Regions from separate parts of the Mus musculus genome. Here all the other regions are linked to region 3. The links are chromatin contacts, called in public Hi-C maps. All regions are on one chromosome and are shown on one strand. Each heading gives the region's core, a stretch centred on a gene start, on an enhancer-like site or on the middle of the called end of the contact. The rest is flanking DNA. Distances are from core to core; before and after follow the strand shown. Region 1 overlaps Arsb (arylsulfatase B). Region 2 overlaps Arsb (arylsulfatase B). Region 3 has its middle 88 kb from the start of Lhfpl2.

The links. Hi-C and Micro-C count contacts between places; a contact is called where the count stands out from the background.
Region 1: a Hi-C map of bone marrow-derived macrophages shows a contact between it and region 3, with 31 read pairs. The contact joins two enhancer-like sites. A contact is called at or near these places in 2 of 484 Hi-C or Micro-C datasets (bone marrow-derived macrophages and nephron progenitors).
Region 2: a contact with region 3 is called in a Hi-C map of bone marrow-derived macrophages, with 31 read pairs. The contact joins two enhancer-like sites. A contact is called at or near these places in 1 of 484 Hi-C or Micro-C datasets (bone marrow-derived macrophages) and 1 of 115 datasets of contacts at active chromatin or transcription factors (embryonic stem cells).

Annotation. Positions count from the first base shown.
Region 1 is chr13:93,794,942-93,798,934 of GRCm38.p6, forward strand. All of the region lies in intron 3 of Arsb (arylsulfatase B), which reads left to right. Among named protein-coding and RNA genes, the nearest start is that of Mir5624, 6.2 kb to the left of the region's middle. Within about 2 kb of position 2,295, at least 7 of the 459 cell types and tissues checked have an H3K27ac peak or open chromatin away from gene starts, as enhancers often do. A contact at or near this core is called in bone marrow-derived macrophages, where this site is marked.
Region 2 is chr13:93,814,485-93,818,599 of GRCm38.p6, forward strand. All of the region lies in intron 4 of Arsb (arylsulfatase B), which reads left to right. Among named protein-coding and RNA genes, the nearest start is that of Mir5624, 26 kb to the left of the region's middle. Within about 2 kb of position 1,812, at least 23 of the 459 cell types and tissues checked have an H3K27ac peak or open chromatin away from gene starts, as enhancers often do. A contact at or near this core is called in bone marrow-derived macrophages, where this site is marked.
Region 3 is chr13:93,967,932-93,972,488 of GRCm38.p6, forward strand. No RefSeq gene overlaps it. Among named protein-coding and RNA genes, the nearest start is that of Lhfpl2, 88 kb to the right of the region's middle. Within about 2 kb of position 2,355, at least 33 of the 459 cell types and tissues checked have an H3K27ac peak or open chromatin away from gene starts, as enhancers often do. A contact at or near this core is called in bone marrow-derived macrophages, where this site is marked.

The DNA of each region.
Region 1 (3,993 bases), core at 1,045-3,544, 170 kb before region 3:
TTCAGCACATAGGTGCTTTGGGAACAGAGCAGATTTTTGTGTTGTGAGACACTGGGCTCAAAGCGTGTCCTTATGAAGAATTGTATTAGCACACTCACAAAAATTGGCCTTCAGTGGGACATGGAAAATTTGAGAAAGTGTCCAGGTCCTTCCAGTTCTCTGCACTTTGTCTCTTTGACGATGCGTGAACCCTCAGCAGGCAGGGTTCTGGCTTGTGTATCTGTTCAGACTTAGTGACCTGCTAATGACTCTGTCTGCTACGGAATCTTCCAAGCTCTGTCTTCTATACTCTCAGTCAGTATGAGGGATTCTCCCTGGTGGCTGTTCTCAGTTTTGCCATACTTTAGGTACTTAAGAGCTGACATCGTCACCTGACATCTCTAGGTAACTATGTCTGCCATGAAACATGAAGAAAGGGGAGCATTCTCTCAAATGTTTAGAAACCTGCACATTTTAAGTCTAGATTTAAAACCAGAATGGTTGGTGGGCTAGGAAGGTGGCTTCATATAACATTAAATGGATAAGAAGATGCAACTGGGGTGAAATAGTTCTGTGGGGAGGGGGAGTTATAAGCTGGGGGCTGTGGGGAAAGGCTTGAAACCAAGGACAACAGGAGGCCCTAAGAGCCCGTGCACCACAAAGAGGTATTGTTAGCAATGGTGCCTCTTGCTGGCTGTATTATAGCTCTTAATTGTATGTGAGGCATTTTATGGATATGGCCTAATACCAAGAAAGCCAAAGTAAGGCTTTCAGGGAACTCTTTATTATCCTTTGATAGAAGGATAGAAGACACGCTGTTTGTTTAAGCAAACAGGCTTGGAGAAATGAAGTGACTTGTTCAAAGCCACGGGACTGTGTGAAGTCAGAGTCAGGATGTAACCTCTCACTTTGGACTCCAAGAGCATCTGCCTTTATTCGCCATCCCTAGTCACAGCTCGTGCAGAGATGTTGAATCCCAGTTCATATTCAGCTCCACAGTCCCGGTCTTGACAGCATATTAGGACCTCCTGGGACATTTGGAAGAAATAGTGATATCAGATATTGTAAGGCATTAATATTTCATCCCCTTATCAGTGATTCTCCGTGGTGTCCATGGTGCCGCTATGGAGATCCTGTGCACTCAGGATGGTTCCGTGAGTGTTAGCTTGATGCTCTCACAAGTACAAAGACAAGCAGATGCCAGCTTGCTGGTATTACGGGCTCACAATCTGATCTAATCATGCAACTCTATGCAGCAGAGATAAGCTGTGCACAATACAAAGTTATTCTTACTGCCTGGAGATGCTCAGCACACACAAGTCTTAATGAGCGTTCTGCTTGTCTACGTGTTCAGACACAGTGACCTGCCAGTGACTCCTTGTCTGTTTAGAACCTTCCAGGCTCCATCTTTGCTATTTTACTCAGTTTGAGGAATCTTCCCTAGTGACTGTTCTCATCTCCCCTGGTGACTGGTCTCGGCTTTGCCACACTTTGGATTTTTAAGGGTGTAATGCTGACATCTCTAGGCAACTATGTCTGCCATGAACCATGAAGAAGGGGAGCAATCTCTCAGATATTTAGGGATGTGTACAAAACAGTATTGTCTCCTGGTGCCCTCATACCACCAAGCAGCTACCAGGAAGCGTCTGTGGAGAAGTGGTTCCTTGTGGGTGGGCAGTTAAACTGGGCTGGTGGAGAAGGCACCAGAACCGAGGACAGTCACAGGCCTTAAGAGCTCACATCCCATGAGAGGGGTGCTGTTAACATGGCACTGCTCATAGATAGCGTTACCAAAATCACCAGATGGGAGATGGACATTTCCTGCCAGCGCGTGGGATGCTCTGAAGAGGTAATCAGCATGCTCAGAGCCCCCAAGCACAGACTAAAGTAAAAGAAAGAATAGTCATGTAGCAACCCAGCCGTTTCCACAAGGCAGCTCCTGCACACAGATGCTCCCGGCTTCAGCTCTCCAGACAGTGATGCGACTCACTGGCTTCAGGAGCTGCATCTTTGTAACATCTTTCCCCAGGATTTAACCTAATTCTGTGCTAGGCTCTCAGGTGCCTAGAGCATCATGTGTAGATTGTAACATGACATTTGTTCTAAGATGGAAGTCATTCAAAGAATTCACAGGAAGTGTTCACCAACCAACTAACGTGTACTTGCTTTTAAGGGGCAGCTGAGGGAGAAAATCGACAGAGCTGCCGTGTAACAGTTGAGCTGTTGATTCTGGGGACGCTGCTAATGGCTTTACATGTGTCAGGAAGGGACATCCTTTCTCCTTTATGTGAGGGTGACTCACATAGTAGTAGCACTATAAAAAGAAAGTCATATATTCATAGCATGACTTTCTGTTAAAATTAGAACAGCAGCACTTTGAAGAACTTAAAAAAACAAAGAACCCTCTACATCTAATCTACTAGAAGCTTCCTAAGGAAAACAAAACAATAAATCCTAGTGGAAGACTTTCTTTGTGTGAGTACAAGCTGGGAAGAAATGTCTTAATTTGGTTGTCAAAGATAGAATAGTAGTTTAAAAATGTATTCCTGTTTTTCCAATTTATACTTTGATTTAGGGAGCCCTCTAAAGACATAAAAATGAGTGATATGTGGTTTCTTCCCATAGTGCGGATGTTTAGAGTTCAGATCTTAGGAGCCATGGAGCAGAACAGAAAAGGGAAAAGATCCATTAGCATCCTCAATGTACGTATGCAGAGTTAAGTCTGGGTTTTATGTGATACTATAGTGTCTAGACACGCTTTCCAAACCAGGATTCCATTTTATAGTCTTAGGATACTTGAAAGGGTCACAGTTAGGGTTGGGGTACAGTTGGCAGCTATGACTGAGCTGATCGGAATAAGAGTTTGAAATCAAGAAAATACCAAGGACATACCAGGTTCTAAGAAACAGAAATCAAAGCTGGGTAGTGGTGGTGCACGCCTTTAATCCCAGCACTTGGGAGGCAGAGGCAGGCGGATTTCTGAGTTCGAGGCCAGCCTGGTCTACAGAGTGAGTTCCAGGACAGCCAGGGCTACACAGAGAAAAACCCTGTCTCAAAAACAAAACAAAACAAAACAAAACAAAACAAAACAAAACAAAACAAAACAAACAAAACAAAACAACCAGAAATCAGTGGAGGTTAATGTGGGGCAGGACTTCAGTGTGAATCAGGAGTCAGTGAGGTGAGAAGGGGTCTCTCTCCAAGGCCAAGGACCTCATGTCCATAGATACACATACAATCCCCAGATGAAGGCTGTTTGCTTTGGCCAGTGGGGAGAAACTGGCTACAGCTTTTCTCTGGGAGGACCCCACCAACTAGTGACTGCAGGTATGGTCCTGATGGTGGTTGGAGAACCTTCTAGCCTTAGATAATCATTCTTTTCATGAGGCTACCATGCAGCACAGACTACCAGTCTCCCCTCCCTCCATCATTTAAAATTAGTACAGTGGGGCTGGAGACATGGCTGACTGATTAAGGACACTGGCTGCTCTTGCAGAAGACCTGGTTCAGTTCCCAGCGCCCACATGGTAGCTCACAACTGTTTGTAACTCCAGTTCCAGGGGAGCTGATGCCCTCTTCTGACCTCTCTGGGTACTGCATGCACATGGTGCACAGACATATATGCAGGCAAAACACTCATATATATGCTATCGTAATGCTTCTACTTGGTGAGGTTGGAGAATGGGTTGTCCATGGATGAAATTCACCTTCTGAGTGCTAAAGACTTGATTTATAGTAGTGATATAAATATACAAAATGGCTGAATGTGGTATCACACACCTTTAACCCAAGCACTGGGAAGGCAGAGGTAGGTGGATCTCTGTGAGTTCTAGGCCAGCCAGGCCACATAGAGAGACCCTGTCTCAAACAATAAAACAAAGTGGGTGTCGGAGAGCATATTAAATGTGTTTGATTGGTCCTAACCTCATGAAATGGATTGGACACAGCTCTTGGTGACCCAGAGCTACGCAATATATGGAATTGTTCACCCCACAGCAAAGTGCTCTGGACTGC
Region 2 (4,115 bases), core at 562-3,061, 150 kb before region 3:
CTCTTACGTTTATAGATTGCCAGTGTTTTATTATATTACTTAATAGGTGCAAGAATATCACATCGTTGATATTTTGAATTTTTGATTTGTGTAACATGAGATAATGAACATTCTCACACTTCTGTGGGCAGATAGTACCGTGGCCTTTTTGAGTTCATTATTAATGGAAGAGGGTATTGAACTGGGCACATTTATTGACTAAATTGCAGGAAGCTTTCTAATTGTTTCGAGTTATTTTCTCCGCTCCCTTTGTGTTTCATTTTAAAGGTCACAGTTATGATGGCTCTGTTTCTGACTAGTCCCACAACTTCCTGTGGCTTCAGCTCCCTCTGAGGCCAGAGGGGTCTTCGGTTGCACAAGCTTCACAGGAAGTTGAGTGAGGATGAAGGTAGATTATAGAGAGTGGAATGAGAACCTAGAAAGCGCAGGTGTACAAAGTAAAGCCACGGCGCATGCGCCACGCCGTGCCGTTCACGGTTGTCTGGTCTGTTCACATCTGTGTGTCCTCCAGTAACAGCCTCAGCAAGTGTTTCCAGAGGTTACTCCTATCAATCAGGCTAATCGATAACATATAACTGTCCACTCTGCAAAGCAGTGTTACTTGGACAATGTGTTGCTTGGACAAGGTAGTCTTGTCCAAACATGACTGCAAGGATGAGCTGATAACAAGATTCTACTTCGGAGGAACCAAGTAAAGTTAGGAACTAGTTCAGAAAGGTTCTGGTGAACCGCAGCTCGGAGGAACCCTTGAGATGAGTGCGAGCGGCAGCTGCTGTGAGAGTAACCAGCAGTTGTTGGGGTGCCGCCTTCTTTCTGCCAGTCAGGGCCCCAGCCCGTGGGTGGTGTCGCCTCTGTTCAGAGTGTCCTCCCTCCTTGGTTAGAAGGACACTGGTCAACACTACTCAGAGGCGTGATTCTGAATCCGTGTCAGGTGGAGAATGGAAACTGTGTCCCTTGTCAGCTCCATCAATCATGTCCCTTTAAATTATAACATTGTGTCCCTGTCCTCTGAAAGAGTCACGTGCTGACCCCTGATTTACACATAAAAAAGTTTCAAGTTCTGCCTCCAAGAGCTTAAGACAAGCCATCCAACCAACCTGCTAGTAGTATATGACTTTTTTTTTTATTAGAAAAAGTATTTGCTTTTATTAGTGTTTATAAAGCATCCAGAGTAGGATAAAGTTTATCATTTATGACTATCATTTTCATTTTTTTCCATTTTTTAATTAGGTATTTAGCTCATTTACATTTCCAATGCTATATCAAAAGTCCCCCATACCCACCCAACCCCACTCCCCTACCCACCCACTCCCCCTTTTTGGCCCTGGCGTTCCCCTGTACTGGGGCATATAAAGTTTGCAAGTCCAATGGGCCTCTCTTTGCAGTGATGGCCGACTAGGCCATCTTTTGATACTTATGGAGCTAGAGACAAGAGCTCCGGGGTACTGCTTAGTTCATATTGTTGTTCCACCTATAGGGTTGCAGTTCCCTTTAGTTCCTTGGGTGCTTTCTCTAGTTCCTCCATTGGGGGCCCTGTGGTCCATTCAATAGCTGACTGTGAGCATCCACTTCTGTGTTTGCTAGGCCCTGGCATAGTCTCTTCTTAATTTAAGAAAATTATTTTGTCGCTAGGCTGTGGTGGTGCACGCCTTTAATCCCAGCACTTGGGAGGCAGAGGCAGGTGGGTTACTGAGTTTGAGGCCAGCCTGGTCTACAGAGTGAGTTCCAGGACAGCCAGGGCTATACAGAGAAACCCTGTCTTGACAAAACCAAAAAAAAAAAAAAAAAAGGAAGTTATTTTGTCCCTCCCTGACTCCAGTTGTCACTAATGGAAATGCACATGAGCAGTATAGAGGCCAGTGTTGGTAGCCAGAGGAAGAAAGGGCCAGGTAACAGTAGTTTATTATTAGTTAGCAGAAAGTGGATGGGTGGGAGGTGCCCTGGGTCTGGAGTCTTTAAACAGAGTATCATAGGTAAAGGAAACATTTAAGTCTCAAGGGGACAGCAAACTGGTGTTCGAATGACAAAAGGCTTCATACTGTTTACCTTCATCCTTTCCATAGTATAAAAATGGACATTTGTTTACTCTGTAGTTTTGTGGTATTTTTTTTCCCCTAAGGGAGAAAACTGAGAGCGTCTAAATTTTCGCTGCTGAAGCATCCAAACAGCTATGTTCTTCCCCATTTGGCTATGTACATGTAGAATTCTCCCTGAGGGCAGTGGTAAGGGCTGTATATGTGTGTGTCATAAAGCCTTTGCTCCTAACGTGAGAGAGCTCCAGGGCTAGCTCATGGTGAGCGTGTCCCAGATCCCTCTCCTCTGTGGGCTTCGCCCCGAGGCCACTGTGGCTGCCTACTGTGCCTCAAGCCTGCTGAGGGAAGTCCACAGCCCCTGCCTCCGCAGGTTATCAGCCGCTCCTCCCTGATGAGAGGGCCTGGGAACCAGGGCTGAGGCTGGGCTCTGCCCTGCTGGACTTGTTATCCTTTCTTTTCTCTCTTCATTCTCTGCTTTCAGAAGCATCAGATCCCCCCTCCAGGACTAAAGCAATAAGGAACGTATTTGCAAGCATCCCCGGTTGCTTCTCTTGCTGACTTTGGCACTTGAGTACATGCAACAACCAACTCTGGACACAAAAATGCTGCCTTCCAGGCTTGGTTCCTCTCCTGCAGAGCAACCCTAACCTCACAGGGCTCTTGTCTTCTGTTTTCTTAATGAGAAAATAGTTTAGGGATTATTGGCGCTGCAGGTTTACTCTTTTCTTGTGTTTTCACTCTTAATCATCTGCAGTCTCTATGATCTCATGTCTTCTTGTTTCAGTATGGCTACATCTAACCAACAACTCAATAGTGGGGGTGGGGGTGGGGGTGGGGGGAGATGGCTCAGCAGGCAATGGCTGCTCTCCCAGAGGACCTATGTTTGGATTTCCTTCCTACCTTCCCTCCTTCCCTCCCTCCCTCCTTCCCTCCCTCCTTCCTTCCATCCCTCCTTGCTTCCCTCCCTCCTTCCTTCCCTCCCTCCTTCCTTCCCTCCCTCCTTTTTCCCTCCCTTCTTCCTTCCCTCTCTCCTTCCTTCCCTCCTTCCTTTCCTCTCTCCCTCCTTCCCTCCCTCCCTCCTACCCTCCCTCCCTCCTTCCTTCCCTCCCTCCTTTTTCCCTCCCTCCTTCCTCCCCTTCCTCCCTCCTTCCTTCCCTCTCTCCTTCCTTCCCTCCTTCCTTCCCTCTCTCCCTCCTTCCCTCCCTCCCTCCTACCCTCCCTCCCTCCTTCCTTCCCTCCCTCCTGTTTTCCCTCCCTCCTTCCTTCCTTCCCTCCTTCCTTCCCTCCCTCCCTCCTTCCTTCCCTCCCTCCTTCCTTCCCTCCCTCCCTCCCTCCTTCATTCCTCCCTCCCTTCTTCCTTCCCTCCCTCTTTCCTTCCATCCCTTCCTATCCATGAAGCACTTTCCACCTCATTTGTGTAGGACTTTTTTTTTTAAGAGTTGTTTTCAAAAGTTAACAAACCTTAAAAGTAGCATCAGTGATGTGGAAACTGTCACATACCTGCACTCTCTGCTGTTAGTTCAGCCTATGACCGAATGACATATTCAGATATGAATTTATCAAATCATGAATGAGGTGGGACTGAGGAGAATGGAGCACATGTCTGGGAATGGAGGCCACATGGTGTCACCTAAACTTCACACTGGTGTCACTCTAGGTTAAGAAGTCCTCTCTAAGTCCAGCAGTAGTAATAAAGCAGGCTGGGTGGTGGGGTGCTTTGTGCACACAGTATTTCAGGTCACATCTCTGTGTCCTTGAAGGGTGTGTCCTGCCTGGCTTCTGTGAACAGGTTGTCATCAGACTGTTTTTCCTAAATACCCATCCTGTCCTTTGTTGGTAATAAGAATTTATAGTTAAAGGGCATGGATCTGTGATTTTAGTTAATACAAGGAGCCAGTTCCGTCATCAGTGAGATAGAGCCTCTGCCTGTGGAGGACCTAGCATAGTGCTGGTCTGGGGCATAAGCATCACTCCAGGCCACGGGAACCTTTTCCCCTGTCTGAGGCTAAAGGGAGAGGAGGGACAGAGCCACGTTGGCCCCTTTTGCCAGCATGGTGCTGACTGAAGAACCCAGGAATGTTG
Region 3 (4,557 bases), core at 1,105-3,604:
GGGGAATAAAGGCAGGAGGATTCGAAATTCAAGGCCATCCTTAGCTTTGAGAACAAGGCTAGCTAGACTGAGGTATTTGAGAACCTGCCTCAAACAAACAGAACTTTGTTTTCTGGGGCAGGGGCTGGAGCAATCTTCAATTGGTAAGAACAACATTTAAGGATATACAGCATTTTCCAATAGTTTCAACACCACAAATCTTCACATTTTAGGTGTCACCTTAGATGACAATTTTTCTCAATGCTTTCCCATCCATCGGCTCTTAGGCTGCCTCTCCTGGCATACTTGATCACAAAATTACACCCAATGTAGCCTTACACTATTAAGGCTGCTTTCTTATGTTATGTATATTTTATTCTTATACAAATATGTATTTTATATATTCCAGTGTAAGACTAGAAGTTCATCTTGAAAGAACTTTCCAGCCTTAAGCCAGACTCAGGACTTTGAGAGTATTCTATAAACATCCACTGAATGAGTGCAGTGAGCGATGCTAAAGATTACAACTCTTGCATAGGAATCTAACATTTCCACAGGAGACAATGAGACACTTCGTTTTGTTTTGTTTTTCTTTTCTCTCATTTCTAATATGAGAGAGTTCCTAGTTCGTATGGCTTCACTCTTGTCTTGTGGTCTACAGTGTGCTACAGTGCATTTGAATCTTCTGTTGGGAACTCAGCGAACATGTTCATCTGCTTCATGGTCTTCGATGAAGACAGTTGCCTCTGCACCCATCCCCACCCCCAGCTCTTGGCTCTGACAAAGCCTTTTCTCTCCTCCCTTTCTCTCCTCTCCCCTCCCTGCCCTCCTCTCTTCTGCCCTCTGCACTTCTCTCTCTTCCCTTCTCTTCCCCTCCTCCTCTCCTCTCCCCTTCCCCTCCTTCTCTCCTCCCCTCTCTCTCTTCCACTCTTTCCCCCTCTTTTCTTCTTCCCTCCCTCACTTCCCCTCCTTTCCTGTCTGCTCCCCTTCCCCCTCTCCTCTCCCTTCCACTAAACCAGCATAATGTCTAACAGCAAGCAATGAACATTTGTGTTTATATGCACAGGTATCTGTAGTCCTTACCCATCACCAAGAAAACAGACAGAGACTCTTCCAGAAAGCTACAACCAATCGAAATACAGAGTCACGGAGCCCAACCCCAATGGAGACACCTATAAAACAGCCCTGTACCTAAGGTTCAGAAAGCATCAAGGAAGAAATGGCAGAAAGAGTGTAAGAGCCAGAGGATCGTGGAGTTGGCTGAGAGATTGTGTCTCAAAAGAATGAGTCTTTGCTGAGCAGGACAGGTCCTCAGGGCACCAGGCCCCCTTGCCCTGCCATCACCTGCTAGGCCTGTGCCACAACTTGCCCTGAAGGCCAGTATGGCGGCCAGAATTGAGGGCAAGGTGGTGTACAGCAACTGTTGGGCTCTCACAGGTCCTGCCCCCAGACACAGTGTCCAACTGCAAGATCACCCTGACTCCGAGGAACAGCATATCTGAGATGAAGAATGGTTCCTTTTCTAGGTTAACTCTCCCAAAAGGCTTTGGTGGTCAGTGATGTCGGAAACCATGTAGATGTCCATGATCCACACTGCCGTGTGCGCATCCGTGACCCAGCTGCTGAGGCTTCTTTTGTAGTGCAGTCGATGAGTGTAGACTCATAACTGAGACTGAGAGACACTGGAGGCTTCTGTGCCAATCTCCCCCCCCCACAACACACACACACACACACACACACACACACACACACACACACACACACACACACACAAAACAATCCAGACAAGAAAGCATTGAAGAGAGTCCTTAAAAACTCTGATAAAGATACTCAAGCTCTTCGGAGTTGACGGCTTCTGGCCATGGGGTGGGGAGGACCCAGTTTTCCTTACAGGGCTGGCCACTGGGAGTTTGACTGTGTTCCAATGAGAATATGAGCAACACAAATTGGACTTGATTTTTTTTCATTTCTTTTGGTGGGAGGGTGGCTTGGAGGGGTGGGCATGGCACACACCTTTAATCCCCATCCTCAGGAAGCAGAGGCAGGTGGATTTCTGAGTTTGAGGCTGGCCTGGTCTACAGAGTGAGTTCCAGGGCAGCAGGGGCTACACAGAGAAACCCTGTCTCTAAAAACAAATAGAGTGAGCAAGGATACCTGGGAGGAATAGGAAGCAACTGGAATGGGGTCCATTGTATGTGATTCCAAATAATTAATAAAAATATGATGTTGGGGAAAGGAAAAGCAGAATCTACTCTCATTCCATGCTGAGGAAATTAGCTCCATAACCCGGATAGCACAACTAACAAACCTGACCCAAGTGTGGTCTGGTTAGTAAGACGTGGAGTGGAGAGAAGGGAAGGGATGTGGTTTCTTTGGTGGCTCCGGGGAATGGAAGACTTTGCCAAGTCACACTTAGCTCTTGTGTAACAGAGAGCTAAGCTAGCAGCTAGCACTTCAGAACTGGAAGCTTCCCTGGGATAATTTCCCTGTGGTGTGAGACGCTGCGACACTCCACATTGTCCAAACTGTTCTCTGACTTTTAGTGTAACTTCATTTTTTATTCAGGAATTATTCAGAGCATATTCTTTAAGTGTCACATATATTGAGTCTTTGTAATATTTTTTGTTTTTGATTTCTTTTTATCTACAATAAAGTTAAAGAGCCTATACATTCTGTAACTTTAGTGCTTGGGAATTTGTAGGAATGTGTATCACTTATGAACATTCATATAATCCGTGTGAATTAATGCTGGCCTGGTGACTTGGGTTTAGAATCCCAGCTACTAGGGAAGATGCGGTGTAGGAGATTTAGCAAGTTCAAAGCCAACCTGTGCAACTTAGCAAAACCCTGTCATAAAACAATGAGTACAAGTAAGGACTCTGGATGGAGTTCAGTAATAGGATGCTTATGTAATATGTGTATGGTTCTGGGTTCAATCCCATCCCATAAATAAATATACACTCATCTCCTTACAAATACACTCAGAAGCATGCCTTAAAATAACTTAATTAATAAAATATAAAATCAGGATTTGCTAGGGATGGACAGTTTGTTGAGACTTTATCAGTGTGGGGCTATGGCACAATCATTTCTCCCGGTGTCACCGTTGATCATCCCGCCTCTCAGTGTGCAATGTCCTCTCTACCATCTCTTATTCACCTTTGCTCACAGATGATCTTACATCAACCTACCTCTTGACGGTTCATTCTAAATTATTTCTTGTGAGCCATCTTGAGTTTTGAAAAGTTCTTTTCCCATCTACATCAAACCTCTTGTGAAGCCCATCTGTTGAATGATTTATTTCCCCGTTCTGAACTTTCATACGTGTGCATGGTCAGACCTACACCTCATTTCCTCCCCTTCAACTCTTCCTCTATCTCCCCACTTTCCCCTCCCAACTTCATATGCTCTTTTTTCCTCCAATCTACTGAGTTCATTCCATGCTGCTTATAGTTCAGAGCTAACTACTGGAGCACAGGCAGTCTCAGAAAGTCGTTGGTTATTCACATAACATTTGTGCCACCATTGCACAGTGGGCATGCCTTGCCAGGCCAGTGACTACTGCAACTCCCAGAGTAGAAGACTGGTGATTACTGCTCTTCCCTAGAAACATACATAGACTCTTTCAGCTAGCCAGAAGGAATAAGCATCCTTCCATGTCAGTACAAGTTTGATTTCTCCATGTTTTATGACCCCCAAAAACTTTGTGATTTACATGATTGTTATAGTTTTGTTCAACTTATGTCTAGGAGAAGAATTTTGTTTTGTTTTATTTTTATTTTATTTTTTGTTTTTGAAATTGGACAAAAAAAGGTGAGATGTAGGGGTGGTTCTGATGCTAAGGTCCTGTTCCCCAACTGGTTCCTGATCTATTAATAAAGATGCTAGCAGCTAATTGCTGGGTGGAATAGATAGGACTTCCGGGTTCCCACAGGCCATCTAGGAGATACAGGAGGAGAAGAAAGGAGTTTTTCACCATGCTTTGGAGAGAGAAAAGCTAACCAGCCATCTGAGATCTCGGGTGGAGTGGCAATACACTGCTTCTCCAGGTGGGAGGTTGGGGTTTTAGCTGGGACTAAAGGTAACTGAGTAGCTGAAGCTAAGGCAGGTTGAGAAATGATGAGCTAAGAGTATCGGGAAGGGCATGCTAGTGGTGAGAGATTAAGAGTGCACAGCAATTAAGCCAATAAGGCAGGTAGAAATTGGGCAATGTGTGTGTGTGTGTGTGTGTGTGTGTGTGTGTGTGTGTGTGTGGTGTGGTGTGTTTCATCCGTAGATCCAAGGGAATTTGGGTGGGGGCTCATAGCACAGTCCATCCAGAGCTTAGTGGGGTAGCAAAAGCTGCACACTACACCTTCCTCCCTTCTTTCCTTACCGTCTCCCCTCTTTCCCTTCCTTAGTTTAGAAATACTCTTACAAGACAAAAACATATTGCCATAGAGTTGAGTAATTTGAGGATTGACCTTTGTCACTTTAAGAAAACACTGAAAATAGTTTTGCTGTTAAAAATTTCAACTTTCTTTTCTATTCTGTGCATCTAAGAAGTCTCCTCTATCTTCCCATGGAACATTTTGCTCA